Linked DNA regions of Rattus norvegicus: region 1 is linked to region 2. The links are chromatin contacts, called in public Hi-C maps. All regions are on one chromosome and are shown on one strand. The core of a region is the stretch at or near the end of the contact, and the rest is flanking DNA. Distances in the headings are between cores, read along the strand shown. Region 1 has its middle 19 kb from the start of Scgb1a1. Region 2 holds the start of Gng3 (G protein subunit gamma 3).

The links. A called contact is a pair of places that touch in the nucleus more often than the background predicts.
Region 1: a Hi-C map of the A7r5 cell line shows a contact between it and region 2, with 5 times the contacts expected there. The contact joins the enhancer-like site here to the promoter of Gng3 in region 2. A contact is called at or near these places in 7 of 12 Hi-C or Micro-C datasets (the A7r5 cell line, the Rat2 cell line, Schwann cells and 4 more).

The regions. Positions count from the first base shown.
Region 1 is chr1:215,427,404-215,430,732 of GRCr8, forward strand. No RefSeq gene overlaps it. Among named protein-coding and RNA genes, the nearest start is that of Scgb1a1, 19 kb to the left of the region's middle. Within about 2 kb of position 1,923, at least 18 of the 93 cell types and tissues checked have an H3K27ac peak or open chromatin away from gene starts, as enhancers often do. A contact at or near this core is called in the A7r5 cell line and Schwann cells, where this site is marked.
Region 2 is chr1:215,161,202-215,164,507 of GRCr8, forward strand. It overlaps Gng3 (G protein subunit gamma 3), which reads right to left and starts at 1,517. Exons shown (of 3, transcript NM_053658.1): 1 at 1,262-1,517; 2 at 818-917; 3 at 1-547. The coding sequence starts at 916. The coding sequence ends at 419. Bscl2 (BSCL2 lipid droplet biogenesis associated, seipin) reads left to right here. Exons shown (of 12, transcript NM_001012171.2): 1 at 1-147; 2 at 1,855-2,069. The coding sequence starts at 1,995.

The DNA.
Region 1 (3,329 bases), core at 673-3,172, 270 kb after region 2:
GAGTCTGATTGCATTGTTCCTGCTTGGTGGCTGTGGCTGTGGCTGTGGTTGTGGTTTGTTAAAGGAGAGCAGTGCCTCTGCTGGAGCTTAGGAACTAAGCTCTACCCACCCCAGTATACACCCGTCTGGGATCAGCCTCTGCCTCCCCTTGCTTGGCCTGTGGGTTGTTCTAAACTAAAAGCCCCAGGCTTTCCCTGTCATGGGAATGGTCATGTCAGTTACAGAAACAGCCCTCCAGGGGGCGCTTGTTTATCTGGGGCCCTGAAACCGAGCCCTCAGTCACGGTCTGTGCCTGCTCCTCATTTTGCCTTTGCCTTCTTCCTACCCAACCACCATGCTCATGAGCCTTGCTTGCTGTCTTCCTCCCCAAGGCCCTGGACTTTCTGGTAACTCTATCTTAGAGCCTTTATAGTGACTAGGTCCCTAAAGACCCGGATGAGTAAGGCTCACTTACTCTGTGAGTTAGACACACAGCTATAGCAAGGAGGATGTAGCCTCTGCTCTGAAAGCAGCTTCATTCTGGTTTGACCAGAGTACCAGAGGTAGAAGCTCCCAAAGTGGAGATCACATTTGTAGGGTGGCTGCACTGTGGAGTCTATAGGCCCTGATTCATATTCTGGTATTCGTGTTAGTTTGGAAAACCACATGGCTGGGTGTGGTCGAGTCCACCTGTAATCCCAGCCCTTGGGAAGCAGCAGCCAAGGCAGGGGCAGGGGCAGGGAGACCAATGTGAACTGGAGGCCAGCCTGGTCTACATAATAGTGAGTTCCAAGTGAGCCCGGGCTATACAGTGAGGCCCTACCTCAGAAAGGAACCACAGGCATAGATAGCATCGGCCTTCTAGGGTAGTTAAGGAGAGAGTTAATGAAAATGTGGCTGGCTTTGGACACTCCTTGTTCTGACCCCCAGAGTGGAGCAGCCTTGTGGTCTGGCCCCAGCTCTGTTGTCTCTTCTGGGCCCAGGAGGCCCACTTCTTCATGAAGAAGAACTGTCTGCCAGGAGCTGAGCTCATGGGTGGGGTGGCTGCAGGGGCCACCCATCAGCCAGTTGTCCTCCCTTTCCTGGGAGCTGCTCCAGAGACAAGGGGCAAGACATCTGCTTTTCATTGTGTGGCTGTCTCTAATTCTTCTGACATCTGAACTTCTTTTTGAAGGAGGACAAACTTAACTGGTTGTGAACGAGCTTGTTGCTGAGGGGGAAAAAAAATCAAATGGAGACTGGAACCAGGCAGAGCTGGGGTGCGAGTCTCCCCTGTGCAGTTATCCTGTGTGTTAGATGCTAGGTCTCCATCCCTGACTTCAACCATGCTCTGCCTGGTAGGGCTCGTTCAGAACTAGCAAGTGTTTGTTAATGACCTGTCTATTCCACATTGTAGAAACAGAAGTGAAAATGTTTCCTAAGCCATAGAATGTAAAGCTGGTTTTCTCCTTTGTGTGGGCACCCATGCGAGAAGAGCAGAGTCCCTGCCAGTTTAGGGAATGGGTCAAAATCGTCGAAGTTAACTTCTGAGACCACAGAGCAGTGGCTTACTTAGTTACTTGCTTGTCTGTTTAGACACGATTCTTACTCTGTAGTTTAGGCTGGTCTGACTCTGCCTCAGCCTTCTGAGCTCTGGGCCACACTACACAGCCAGAGGCCCATGGTAAAGATGCAGGCTGATGACCTTGAAGAGTCAGGGGATCAGAAAGGGTGGTCTGGTTGGTGACATTTGGGATGATAAATATACAATAACGACTAACACATGCTCTATGGGTATCTAAAGATTTTCTGTGCAGTGAGTAATTGGCCATCACAGCACTGGAAATGTTGCTATCAATCTTCTATCATTCTTTCAGGCTTAGTGACAAGACTGGCTGAGAAGCACAGATTCCAAGAAAGGAGGTTGGGTTTCCTCATTCCTCAGGCTGCTTCTTTGAGGCTTGGACACAGCTGCCTCCCATGTGACTTAGGAAGCCTTGAAACAGAGATAGACTTAGAAGCTGGGCTGTATGCTGTGGCCTCAGAGCCCCAACAGCACCATAGGTTTACAGGTCTGGTCGTGTGCGTGCCAGGCCTCGGAGGTAGGCACCTCCCCTCGGGCTGACAGCATGGTTGTTCTGAGAACTGCTCCGGTGAAGGGCAGGATGCCTGCTGAGCCTCAGAGGGGCTGGATTATTCTGCATTAGCCTCTTCCCTGGCATGGCTTCCCTTTGGGGCTGGGGCTGGACATCTGGGGAGGTGGTAGAACAATAGCCATGGTGGTTAGAGACAGGAACCAGGGCTGACACCACTTTTGTCAAATACAATGAAGTCCTTCCCAAGGGGTCCACTGAATCGTTGGTTAGGACACTGGTTTAGCCCTCTGCAAGCTTGGGAGGTGCATGAAAACAGAGGAGTTGTACCCACAGGCCCAGCAGCCAGTCCCTGCAGCACATTTTCAAGTTCCGACTCAGTCGGGAACCTGGAGGCAGAGATGGGAGCAGGAATGGGTGGGGGGAGGGCTTTACCCATGTGGCAGTGCCCCACCCAAGGTCCTGACCCTTTCAGGGTAGGGCAACAAATATGCTGAGAGCAGACAGCAAATATGTTGGAATTTGTGCTGCCACAGGGACAGGGTGGGAAAGGGCTTGGGAAAGTAGCACACGTTTTAGTCATGAGGCATCCATGGTGTGATATCTGCGTGATCTATGTTAGAGATAAGATGAAATGGCCTGGACTGGGGAGGCTCAGGACAGACAGGCTGGATCAGGGTGAAGTCAGCCCAAAGGTATGTGGGGCCCACACCTCGCTCAGTGGGTGCAGAGGAGGGGCCTGGACAAGCCTGGAGGAGAGAAAACTTGGCCTTCTTTCTTGCTTTTAAGATTCAATGCTTGGTTTCTGACTACAAGGCTGGGGGTTCAGGAGTTCAAGTCCCTGGGGATCTGCATGGGTAGGGAGTCCTAGGCTGTACTTGAATATCAGGAGAACCTCAGGATCTTTAGCCCAAGGTAAATACTCCTGGGTTTGGAGAGAGAGGTGAACAGCTGCTTTGATTTGTAAATACTTCTGAAAATGCCCTTTTGATGCTTTGATGCTCTGGGGTGGCCTGGCTATTGTGTTGGGGAGCAGGGGCCCTGGGAAAGGTTGGAGGTAAGAGTAGTTAGGAAGAACAACAAACAGATCCTTTGTAGGAGGGGAAGTGACCTGGGGAAGGGGGGTGGGGTGGGAGAGTCCTTTCCTGGTAGCAGCACAGTGTGAACCTAGTCTCACCTGCTCTTCTCACCCTAGTTCACACCCTGCCAAATCTGGGTGGGGCCTATGCTTTGGCACAAGCCATAGTTCTCTGTCCAGTCTTCTGCCCAGGGACCATC
Region 2 (3,306 bases), core at 267-2,766:
CTAACCGGCTCGACTGGCCCTGTTCCCTGAATATGGCAAGTGTATCGACTAAGGATCCTCTTTCCCAAGAACGCTAACACAGGCGTTGTCCTCTGAGGCTCTGAATGACTTTATTCTTCAAATGCCTTTACCTTTTCGTAGCTCCAGGTGAGCACCCGGGCATCCCCCTCTCCATTGCCTGAACGGATGGATCACCGAGGGAAACAGGCAGGATTTTGGCAGTTTAGCGGGGTCCCTTTATAGATAGAGTGCTTGGAGTTGGCCTGAAAGGGTGAGGAGATGGGGTAGAGGTGGGTAAGGAGGGCCTTGTGCTTCAGATAATCTCAGGATAAGTGCGGGTAGAAATGGACTGCTATGATTTCCAATCTAAGGGCGGGTCTGGGAGGGGGAGATGAGTTCAGAGGAGGTACAGCGCTCTTCAGAGGAGCGCACAGAAGAACTTCTTCTCCCGGAAGGGGTTCTCCGAAGTGGGCACAGGAGTGATGAGGGGATCCTCACAAGCGTGGGCATCACAGTAAGTCATCAGGTCTGCTGCTGCCTTGGACACCTGGGACACAGCCAGGAGGGGAAACATTAACCAGAATTCCTGAGAGGGACTGCAGTTCCTTCGCCAAAAAGGCTATCTTTTTGTTTCTAGTGCCCTTTGAGACAGCCCTCTCCCCCAACGCCAGTCCTCGGAACAACTTTGCTGACAAAGCCCAGTTTCTGCCTCTGACCTCAGGGTGTCAAGAAAAGAAGCATTTTTTTTTCTTCTCCGGGGGTTTGCAAACCTACAGTTGAGGCCTGGAGGACTAATGGGAGCCAGGATCGCACCCACCTTTATCCGGCACAAGCTGGCCTCAATCTTAAGCTGTTCCACCATCTTGCGTGCTTGGCCAATACTCATAGTGCTGTTAACGGGGGTCTCCCCTTTCATCCTGGAGTAAAGACAGATAACTCAGTACCCTCAGCTGAAGCACTCGGCTCTTCAGCAACCACACAGCTAGGATTGTGCCCCAATATTTTGTGCCCTCAATATCTCCATTCTCCAGTGGCCATCCCCCCCCCCTTTTTTTTAAGTGGGGAGAATGGAGAAGATGAGATGAAATGCTCTCCTAATCCTGGGTCTTGGTCATCAAACGATTTAAGGATTTTAAGTCTTCGAGCCAAGTATGTTACCAGCAATAAAAGCCTCAGTCAGAAAGAGCCCCACCCTGATGAAATTACATCAGCCACATGTCCCCTTAAGCCCTAAAGAGAAAAAAAGCTGCTCTCTACTCACCTGAAGTGACAGCAGCAGCAGCAGCCGCAGCCTGAGATGTAGGGTCAGTGGGGAGGGGGCACCAAACCCTGCCTCAGATAAGTGCCCCACCCTGCCAGGACTTGGAGCTAAAAATATCTGTAGCACTGACAGTTAATGCAGAGAAGGTCACTGGAGACGCTCAGACTGGAGATCCTTGGAGGGGTGGTCTCAGTTTCTGCAGCTTAAGCACTGCCCAGATGGCTGGTACCTGAAGGATGAAGGATGCTGGAAGGAGCTGCTCAGATTCTGGAGCATACCAACTGCCTGGACAGTGGGGGAGTCTGTCTGCTGTTTGCATCCCCTGTGCACACCCTCACTGTTGCTATCTCACTACCTGCCCCTGCCCATTGTAGACGCCCTTAGTCTAAAGTAGATCCCTCCCCAAAGGACCTGAGGCAGAAGCAGGCTCCCCTCTCAAATGGGGTGGTCTGGGCCTGTGACAGCCCCTGCATTAGAGTCTGTACCCGCTGCGGGAGACCCTGCTCATTTGAAAGTCTGACATCAGCTGGACTGCTACACCCCCCCCCCAACCCTGACACAGCACTTAGTACCTGAATCTTCATTTCTTTCAGTGACCCTCCATTCTTCAGATCTAGGAAGATGTGACACTCTACAGGTGATCAGCTTCTAGATCACCACTTTGTACCCACAAGTGATTTGAGTTGGGGATCCAGGGGCAGCAGAGGTAACCATCAGGAAGATATTTAAAGAAATGATACATCACAGACGAGAAGCTGGGGGGAAAGAGACATGCAGAGACCCGGTCAAAGGATCAGACAAAGAGGAGGTAAGGTGCCTTGCACGAGAGTCAGTGTGAATATTGTGAACACAGGTGGGCTTCTCGGAGTGCGGAGTAGGGTGGCAAGAGGTGGGGTTGGGGAGATAGGGAATTAATTTGAAATTTCTCATGTAATTTGAGTAGATTGCTACTATTTAAAAAAGATGTGCATTGGCCTTGCCTCCTGGAGGATGTTATCTAGAAGATGCCACCTTTAGAGATCTAGTCTCATGTTTTTTGTAGGGATTTTGAGGTTGCTGCATCACATGGGTCACAGAAGGTCAATCACATCACGCAGCATAAACTGGAGACTGAAAAGGGTTGAAATGCTGCCATGCTTGACTAGCGGAAGGCACCATCTGTGCAACACACAAGATTCAGGTTCCGTCAGGGTGCAAGGTTCTCTGAGCTCCCTTTGGACTCCCACAGGCCCAAGGAACTCTACTGAATAAAAAGCAAAAATTAAAAAAAAAAAAAAAAAAAGCCAGCATTCATTTCACACCTGCACTCAATCACATTGAGAAGACCGGTGGTAAAAAGGTATGACAGAGGGTTGTGATTGAGGTCCTGGATAGGAGGACCAAGGGGACGCTGCTGAGTCTCAGCTTGCGTTGGAGATTATAATGGGGCCTGGGTGAAGAGTGAACTGTTCCTTTAGTCACTCAACTAAAGTGTAATGGGCTTCTGGCAGAGACGGGTGAGCAAAGCACTTTACAGGCTCTGCCCTCTATACAAGGCTCAGCCCCTGCAGGAGATTGACAGATGGGCGGGGCTTCCTCAGCAGCCGGAACTGCCTTCTCTAAATTGCTTGGGCAGCGGGAGGCCGGTGAGTCTGCCTCGCTGCGGTGGCGAGCTCGTGTCCACCGCCTTACCCCAAGGGGTGGGCGCCGCAGCGTCGTCCACCGGGCGCTGTGCCAGGTTAGGGGTCACCTCCTCCGTGAGCGAGCACAGGCCCAGGCGGAGGGAAGACACTCCAGCGGCAATTTTGACTTTTCTAAGGAGGCTGCTGGCTTTGAGCCGGACTTTCGGGCTGTGCGACCTTAGGCAAGTCACTCACCTCCATGCAAACCTCTGGCATTCTGGTTCCATGTCATCTGTGTTTCGAGAGAGATTTAAGGGCCACTTCTGCGAGTGTATCAAGGAAGTTTGTCCCAGGCTCCAGGGCCTGGAGGAAGAGTTCCACTGAGGCAGTAGCTGGAAGAGAACTCAGTGGAGGGAGGTGAAGGAGTAATTGGAAGGGAAGCAC